Linked DNA regions of Mus musculus: region 2 is linked to region 1. Evidence: chromatin contacts called from public Hi-C data. All regions are on one chromosome and are shown on one strand. Each heading gives the region's core, a stretch centred on a gene start, on an enhancer-like site or on the middle of the called end of the contact. The rest is flanking DNA. Distances are from core to core; before and after follow the strand shown.

Region 1 (4,338 bases), core at 823-3,322:
CTGGGAAGGGCCCCAGCCCCTAGCCTGTCACCTAACAACTCAGGAGCAAGTATAAGAACCCCTCTCACCCACGGGGGTTTCCAGTCAGGAACCCTTGAGTAGTGGGCCACACCTATCGAAGGAAGCCGTGGGAGGGTTGGGTTCACTGCTATCCTCAGCTGCATCATGAGACCCTGTGACATGCTCAGTAGTGGACCTTTCCCAGAAGCATGATAGTCCAAGTTTGGGTCCCCAGTACCTACGTAGAAGCCAAGGGCACAGGTGGCTCATGTCTGTCCCTAGGGTTGGGGGCTGCGTCTGGGAGGCAGGAAGCTCGCTAGGGCTCATTGGCCACATGGTCTAGCTGGACCAGTGAGCCCTAGGTTAGTGAGAGATCCTGCCTCAAAAACTAAATACAGGCCGGGCAGTGGTGGCACACACCTTTAATCCCAGCACTTGGGAGGCAGAGGCAGGTGATTTCTGATTTCGAGCGCAGCCTGGTCTACAAAGTGAGTTCCAGGACAGCCAGGGCTATACAGAGAAACCCTGTCTCAAAAAACAAAATAAAAACTAAACACAGGGTCTGGAGAGGTGTGACAGCTCGCAGTTCCGAGTGTTGGCTGCTCTCGCCAAGCAAGGCCTCAGGTTCAGCTCTCAGTGTGTAACTCTAGTTCCAGGGGGTCTGATGCCCTCCTTGCCTCTGGGCACCAAGCAGAGAAAATGCACCAAATGGCTACATCTTTTTTAAATGGTGTAGGTGAGAGGGCTAGAGAGCTAGGCCAGTGGTTAAAAACCACTCTTTGTTTTGTTTTTCAAGACAGGGTTTCTCTGCAGCCCTGGCTGTCCTAGATGGAACTCACTCTGTAGACTAGGCTGATCTTGAACTCAGAAATCCGCCTGCCTCTGCCTCCCAAGTGCTAGGATTAAAGGCCTGTGCCACTAGGCCTGGCCTAAAAACCACTCTTGCAGAGGACTGATGTTCTGACCCCAGCAGCAATGTCCACCCAGCCAACAGCAGCCTGTTGCTCCATCTCCATGGGGTCTACCTTCCAGTCCCATGGGCACTTATACTCATGTGGCATATGTGCACACAGACACAGATATATCAAAAGTCTTATTAAAATGCAGTTTTCTAATAAGTATATGTATATGAGTCCTCTGACGTCATGCACACCAGAAGAGGGCATTTGATCCCATTACAGATGGTTGTGAGCCAAGATTTAAACTCAGGACCTTTGGAAGAGCAAACAGTGCTCTTAACCACTGAGCCATCCAAGGTTTTAAATACTGATGGAGGAAGACTCTGGGCATCTATCTCTGGCCTCCGTACTTGTACCCTTGGCGTGCATGAGTGCACATAGTTCATGCGTGCACATACAGGAGGCTGGAGACCTAGTATGCACAGAGCCTGCGTTCCACTGCCAGCAATAAATAAACCACGTATGGCAGCGCAAAGCTGCCTTCCAAGCACTCAGAAGGCAGAAAAGAGAATCAGGAGTTCGAAATCATCCTCAGCTACACAGCAAGTACTCAGTTGGAAGATCAGCACAAGAGGCTATATGGCTGGAGGAGTTAGTAAGGATCAGGCTAATCTTTATGGCTTTGGCTCAGTGGTGATGGGACAATGGGAGGCTGATCTTTGGACAGTCCTCAGCCCACTACCATTTGTCAGCTCCACCCTCACAGTCTACCAGTGAATTTCTATGGGTCTAGGCTAGGACACTCACAGGCTCCAAAGCTGGCTGTACCCACAGAACCAGGCGCCCTGCATTCAGACCAGTGGGCAAAGGGCGAGTACCAACAACCCAAGCATGGGCTGAATCCTTTTTTTTTTTTTTTTTAATTGTCTCATTGCTTTTATTTGTGTGAATGGGCGCCCAAGTGGAGGTCAGAGGATAATTTGTGTCAGTCTGTCCTCACCTTCACCCGCTGAGCCATCTTGACCGCAGAAGGCAGTCGCAGACTTGAGTAGAGGACCACTTAGTCTCAAAGCAGCACCAAGAGGAGGGCAGGAGGGGTGGTGCTCTGCATAACGGGGGCGGGGCCCGAGAGACCACGCCCCATTCTTGCTCTGGGGGGGCCCGCGCGCCCCCTGCCTGGCTGCGGCGCGTGACGCGAGGGCGCGCGGCGACTCGGACCGGTGCAGGCAACAGCGGAGACAGCGGAGAATTGGATAGCATGGCTGCTGCCGCGGCGACCCCCAGGCTCGAGGCGCCAGAGCCCATGCCGAGTTATGCGCAGATGTTGCAACGAAGCTGGGCCTCGGCGCTGGCGGCGGCTCAGGGCTGCGGGGACTGCGGCTGGGGACTGGCGCGCCGCGGCCTGGCGGAGCACGCGCACCTGGCTGCACCCGAGCTGCTGCTGGCCGTGCTCTGCGCTCTGGGGTGGACAGCGTTGCGCTGGGCAGCCACCACACACATCTTTCGGGTCAGTGAGACCTAGGAGGGTGGGGGACTGAGAACTGCAAAAGGAGAATGAGTGGGGCCTCACCTCACGTATTCCTATGTCCATGGTGGCCGCTGGAAAGTGGGGGGCTCGGGTTTGGAGATGCCCAGGATGTTGGGGCCTCAGGCTATCGCGAGACCCTTTGCGCGGGTTGGATGCCGGGGGGGGGGCTGAATTGAGGTGACGCTGTGATGGATTTGGTGTCCAATATAGTGTGGGGTGTTCTGGGTCCAGGGAAACCAGATCCACACCCTGTCCTGGGTCATTTCGATAGAATCTAGGGCGATCAGCTCGGTACAGCCTCTAGGCTGTTGCAGACCGGAGGACCGACCTGGGGCCCTTCCTGGGGATCGACTTGGGGATCCTGGACGGGAGGCCTCGAGATATACAGAGGTCACCTGTGCCCTGCGTCACGGGGAGCTGCTGAGCCTACACCCAGTCTGTGCAGTCGAGGCTCCGCCCCTGTCTGGGGTCCACATCACCCCTGAGCCAGTGATTGCACAGGCCTGCATGTCATGGGCCAAGCAAGCAGAGGGGCTCAACCTTGGAAATGACCCTGTCTATGTCAAGGCTGGATTCTGCCGCCCCCATGGGGTGATGGTCAAAATGTTCTCTTTCTGGCAACTAAGAAGGCCACCAACCAGGTCTGAAGGATGACCCTGTAGTGATTGCACTGATGACATTAGTACCTGAGCCTGTTCTTCATCCCCCTCCTGGGGTTAGGGGGTCTCTGTGGCATTTAGGCCAGTACCATGGTGGATACTCCCCCAGGGGACTAGCTGGGGACATCCCACCCCCCTGTAACTGAAAGTGGCAGGGGGGTGCGGGGACAGAGAGCATTGTGCCAACAAAGGGGCCTTTCTCTGCTGGCGGGAAGAGGCTGTTCCTTGTTAGGTCAAGACAGGGTGTTGTCCAGCTCCAGGGCCCACCCTGCCTGGTATCACCCACTGGAGGGAGCAACTTCAGCCCCCAGCTGCTGTGGGGAGGTCCAGGCTAGAGTGAGAAGGGCCAAGGCACCGTGCAGTCATGGTCCCCATCTGCCTTGGCCCTGACACTCTCTCGGTGTCCATCTAGGAAGCTGGAGGCCTTGACGAGGCCTGATGCCACCTCAGTTCCACCCTCACCCTTCCTAAGAACTGGGTGGAGGGGCGTCCCACTCTCCAAGCTCAACTTGGCAGCAGCCTGGTTGCTAAGGGTTACAGGAGCTGGGCTCTGGCTGTCTCCATGACAACCGCTGAGTGCTCAGTGCTCCTCTGGCCCCCTCAGCCTTGAGAGGAAGGGGGCTGGGTTTGGCGTTCAGCTCCGGAGCTCCACCCCCAGGGTGCTGGAGCCTTCCCTGACACTAGTCCGCCTATTCCAACAGTCTTTTGTAGTTTTTGAGACAGTCTCACACTCTGAAGCCCAGGTTGGTGAAACTCATGGCAATCCTCCTGCCTCAACTTCCCAAGTATTGGGATGATAGACATGTACCTTCTAATTCAGGGCACACTATCCAGTGGCGTCTTTGTGTCCCCAGAGTCAGGTTGTCTCACCATCACATGATTCCCTTTCACTTTTTCCCCCCCTTCTCCCTCTACACCACCCCGTTTCTCTTAGCAGACTCTGGCCGGCTTCCCCTCCCAGGCATCCTCCTAGACTCAATTTCCCTTCCTGTCTTCCTCTCAGGGCAGGGGAGCACTGGTGTTTTCAAGTTTTCTGTTCCCCAAAGTATTTCCCATCAACAGTCAAGTCATCCCCCCTTTTTCTCTCCCTGACACACCCCCATTCCCTTCCAGAACCTGAGCCCCCCAGATTCCCTGGGCTCCATTGCCTAAAGCCTGAGTGTGTCACCCCACCCTGCCCTCTCCCCTTCCCTCTCCTTTCTCCAGGCCACACAGGACAGCTGGGTGCTAAGTTTAGCCCTTCATGGGCTAA
Region 2 (4,338 bases), core at 1,339-3,838, 99 kb after region 1:
AAAAGCTCTCAGAGTTCTGAGGCTTCCCAGCACACTGTCAGGGCAGACAGTGAATCTAGGGTGATGAGATCTCAGCCTGTATCCTGTAAGTACCACCCCCACCCCCACCCCTGCCTACTGCCAAACCACACGCCCTGTTCCCACTATGCTGTGCTCCTGAGACATACCGGCGAGCCTTGATCACATGGGTGAGGGAGCATGTGAATAAATGAATGAGTTCATGAGTGAATGAATAATGGCCACGAGCAAATGAGCACATAGATAAATAAATGTGAGGAAATAGGGGTGAATGGCGTGCTCACTTGGAGCTGCCCACCTTGGATAGTCCACACTGCATCTGAAGCAGTGGCTCTTAACCTGTGGGTTGAGATCCCTTTGGGGTCCAACAACCCTTTCACAGGGGTTGCGAATCAGATCTCCTGCATATCAGATATTTACATTATAATTCGTAACAGCAGCAAAAATACAGCTATCAAGTACTAACAAAATCTTTTTATGGTTGGAGGTCACCAAAACATGAGGAACTTGTTCTATTAAAGGGTTGCAGCGTTAGGAAGAGTGAGGACCACTTATCCTCAGGCCACACTGGCCACCTTGGACTGCCATATGGACACTGGCCCTTTGAGGGACCTTCAGGAGCTACAGCAACTCCTGGCTGCCCTGGGCAGAGTTCAGGGCCCACACTGGTCATGCACCTCCTCTCTCCCACCCTCACAGCTGCTAACATCACAGCCTTCTAGCTCAAATACTGCAGGTCAAGCCCAGGGTCCAAAGTCAGGACCTCCAGTTCTCCAAACAGCCTTCTCCATGATTCAGAGAGCCCACCTAAATGGATGGTAGGCAGGCAGGCACTCACATGTTCACTTTCCCCATTGTTGGTAATCCTCCTGCCTCAGCCTGAGTGCTGAGATTACAGGTGGGTGCCACTAGAGAAAACAGATGACACAGCTAGAGGGCTCCAAGCACCACTCTTCTGCATCGCTGGGTGCCATCCGGACTGCAGAAAGGACTTCATCACTAGCTTGGCCATAGGCTCTGCTTTCCACCCCATGGCCCTCAACAACTCTTGGCCACGAGCTGACCTACACTCTTGGATCATGAGCCTGCAGTATGGAGTCCCTGAGACTGTGCTCGCTTGTATTCAGAACCAGGGCAGGTGAGTGGAACCTGCAAGCCTAGCCTCATTTCCTGCCTGCTGGTTGCAGCCTTGGATCCTTCTAGAAAGTCAGCCTCTATCCAGCTGACCTTCAAAGCAGTGCCTGGCCATTGGAGTCAGGGTGGGAGTGTCCCTACTGTACCTTACATTGCTGTCCTGTGGTAAGAACTTCTCCTGACAATCTTCCCGGTCCCTCCTGCTGACTCGAGCCGAGGCTGAGGCCTGGCTGTTTTATTAGGTGGTGCCACTGCTGCTGCTGCCCCAGTATTTCCATGAGACGTTTACAAGTGGATTGAGCTGCCGCCGCTAACCTGTGAACTGAACTGCCAATTTCCAGACAACACTGACAAAGTTGCTCCCAAAAAACTTTTCTAAACAGTTCCACTTCCCCTATATCCTTTCTTTTACACTACCTCTATTGGGTAGTGTGCTAAAAAGAGGTTAAAACATTTTAAAAACATCATTAAAAATAATATTAAAAAATTAAAGTTACAGCAAATCCCAACTGAATATGGTAAGACTGGGTTACAATCCTAGAGCTACCCAACTACCGCAAGCAGGATGGCTTGAAGCCATGGACATTCCTCGCCTCCGTTCCCCTGGAGGCTCCTTTCTGTCTTGTCTATCTACAAACCCAAGGCAGCCTGGGACTTGGGGTCATGGCTCTAGCATCTACAGTCCACACTGTACCTCCTATGTCTTGGCCTCAGTCCATGTCCACTTCTGTCTTCTGTTCGCATGGCACAGACCTCAGTATCTTTGAGCCCCATGATCAGCAGCACCCAGAAAGGTCAGCTTTACAAGAACCCATAGACTCCTCCGACTCCTACGCCACTGTGATGATCCCCACAGCTTGGTGGAGTCAGCTGTGAAGTGGAAACCTGTGGCTTCTTTGGAAAGTCAGTTTTGTCAGATGGTGTTTTGCTGGGGCAGACATGTTTTCCTAAAGCAGACACATGTGAGAGGATGTTTTGCTAAAGCAAACATGTAAGAAGACACATGATGTCAAGAAGGACACAACAGACGCAGGCGACACTGGATGGTGTTGGTACACCTTGCCATTCCTTAATTACCATTGTTTGTCCTCACTTCATAGAAATGCACCAAAACTCTTGGTGGTTTTCTGGCAGCTTCTGGCTACTTCCTCAGATTTGGGATGACTGGCAGAGTGATGTCGGCTGAGTTTTGCTAAGACAGACTCACGTGGTGAGGCAATACCCATGGAAGGACACATGATGTTTGGAGGAGGGAGTACACATAGGACCCAACATTGATGGCAAGCTTGCATGGCTGGACTTACAATGCTTCAGTGTCTCACTCATATCTTCATCTTTGCTGATTTTCACTTCATTCAGAGAGGCATAATATAGAATTTCTCCTGCCGGTCCTGGTGGCTCCTGCTGACTTGTGCTGATTCATTGAGGCCTGGGTGTTTCTGCTGGGTCATGCCACCACTGCTGATTCATGTTTGCTCTCCTGACACAACTGAACTAGACACCTGATATCCTGACAATTAGAGATTGAACTCGTCCCAAAGAACTGTTTCTAAACAGGTATGGTTCACTTCCCCTGTATCCTAATACACTATTTCTTTTCACTATCTCTGGAGGGTGATGGGCTAGAAGGAAGGTTAAAGCATTTCAGAACTCTTATTAAAAGTAGGTTTTCAAAAAACCAAAAAAAAAAAAAAAAAGTAGATTTTAAAAAAAATTGAAGACTACACAGGTATTCCAAGTTTGGTGGGGCCAGGCGTGGTGGTGGCCTTTAATCCCAGTACTTGGGAGGCAGAGGCAGGCGGATTTCTGAGTTCGAGGCCAGCCTGGTCTACAGAGTGAGTTCCAGGACAGCCAGGGCTACACAGAAAAACCCTGTCTCAAAAAACCAAAAAAACAAAAACAAAAACAAAAAACCCAACCAAGTTCAGTGGAGAAGTTTCTAGAAGAATTAGCAGACTCTCATAGCACCCCCAATCAGAAAGTGACCTAAGTATGGGAATTTTGTGTCCACAGAATTCCTGACACCCAACCCAAACAGACACCAAAGGGCACTGAGCCAGCCCTGGGAATTGGCTCTCACCTTAACCCAGGAATCACCTTGAGACTATATTATAAAACATATATCTTAGCTAGGTATAGTGGTGCATGCCTTTAATACCAGCACTTAAGAGGCAGAGGCAGGTGGATCTATGAGACAGAGGCTAGCTGGGTCTACAGAGAGAGTTCCAGGAAAGTCAGAGATACACAGAGAAATCCTGTCTCAAAAACAAAACAAAACAAAACAAAACCATGTATTTTATTCTATTTTTAATTACATGGGTGGGTGGGTGTCTGTGTGTAGGCATGTGCACATGTCTGAAGATACCAGAAGGGGGCACTGTAACACCTGGAGCCTGAAGGAATCCAGGTTCTCTGCAAGAACAGTGCTTACAATTCCTAAGTCCTGCGCCATCTCTCCAGCCCCCTAATTAAGGACTTCAGTTCTGCATAAGGTCACAGCCCCTGCCTCTGGAGCATGAAGACACATTGCTGGGGAGACACAGTACAGTCTACTCCCCTGATGGACAACTCACGCCTGGGAAAGAGGCATGCCTGCCAAAGAGACATGGCCTGCCTAGCTAGGAGGTAGCTAAGGTGGTGGTGGGGCTGTTTTATAGGGGGCCGGGGGACCCCCCCCTCCCACTGCAGATGGAGCACCTCCCCAGGTGGACAGCTCAGTGGAGGCATCCCTCTGGCTAAACTCCCTGGGATGGTATGACCAGCGCGTCATAAAAAAGCCACCTCTGGCCTTGTATGGAGCCACTCTGGGTATCTCCTGGGGAAAGGACCTGGCAGGCCCCATTTTCCCTAGGAGATCTGAGCAACCCCACGCCCACTATCCCCTCCTAGACTCAATGTTCAGATGGAGTGGCCTTGGGCAGGCCAGGACTGCTTGTAGTCACCATGGCAACAGGCTGGCCTTGTAAAGATATTAAAGAGAGCAGGCCAGCTGACACTGGGGCTCTGTCCTGTGCAGAGAGTCTAGTAGGAAAGAGTAGGAGGGGAAGGCTACGAAAGGGATGTGTGTTCCCTGCACGCTCAGCTTTCCCTTCCACTGGCTTGGCCCTCTGCTCTTTCCAGCCTCATAGCCTTGCATCAGATAAGCCAGCAGCAGCTACCTCAGGGCTTCTGCATGGAAACCAGCAA

What was found. A called contact is a pair of places that touch in the nucleus more often than the background predicts.
Region 2: a Hi-C map of pancreatic cancer cells shows a contact between it and region 1. The contact joins the enhancer-like site here to the promoter of Gdf1 in region 1. A contact is called at or near these places in 5 of 39 promoter capture datasets (embryonic stem cells, hematopoietic stem and progenitor cells, liver and 2 more), 2 of 484 Hi-C or Micro-C datasets (bone marrow-derived macrophages and pancreatic cancer cells), 4 of 115 datasets of contacts at active chromatin or transcription factors (the 230-238 cell line and embryonic stem cells) and 4 of 9 other capture datasets (adipose tissue, liver, macrophages and 1 more).

The regions. Positions count from the first base shown.
Region 1 is chr8:70,313,703-70,318,040 of GRCm38.p6, forward strand. Gdf1 (growth differentiation factor 1) reads left to right here and starts at 2,073. Exons shown (of 8, transcript NM_001163282.2): 1 at 2,073-2,406. Cers1 (ceramide synthase 1) reads left to right here and starts at 2,073. Exons shown (of 8, transcript NM_138647.3): 1 at 2,073-2,406. The coding sequence starts at 2,158.
Region 2 is chr8:70,412,168-70,416,505 of GRCm38.p6, forward strand. The region is part of intron 1 of Crtc1 (CREB regulated transcription coactivator 1); the gene reads right to left. Among named protein-coding and RNA genes, the nearest start is that of Crtc1, 25 kb to the right of the region's middle. Within about 2 kb of position 2,589, at least 27 of the 459 cell types and tissues checked have an H3K27ac peak or open chromatin away from gene starts, as enhancers often do. A contact at or near this core is called in bone marrow-derived macrophages and pancreatic cancer cells, where this site is marked.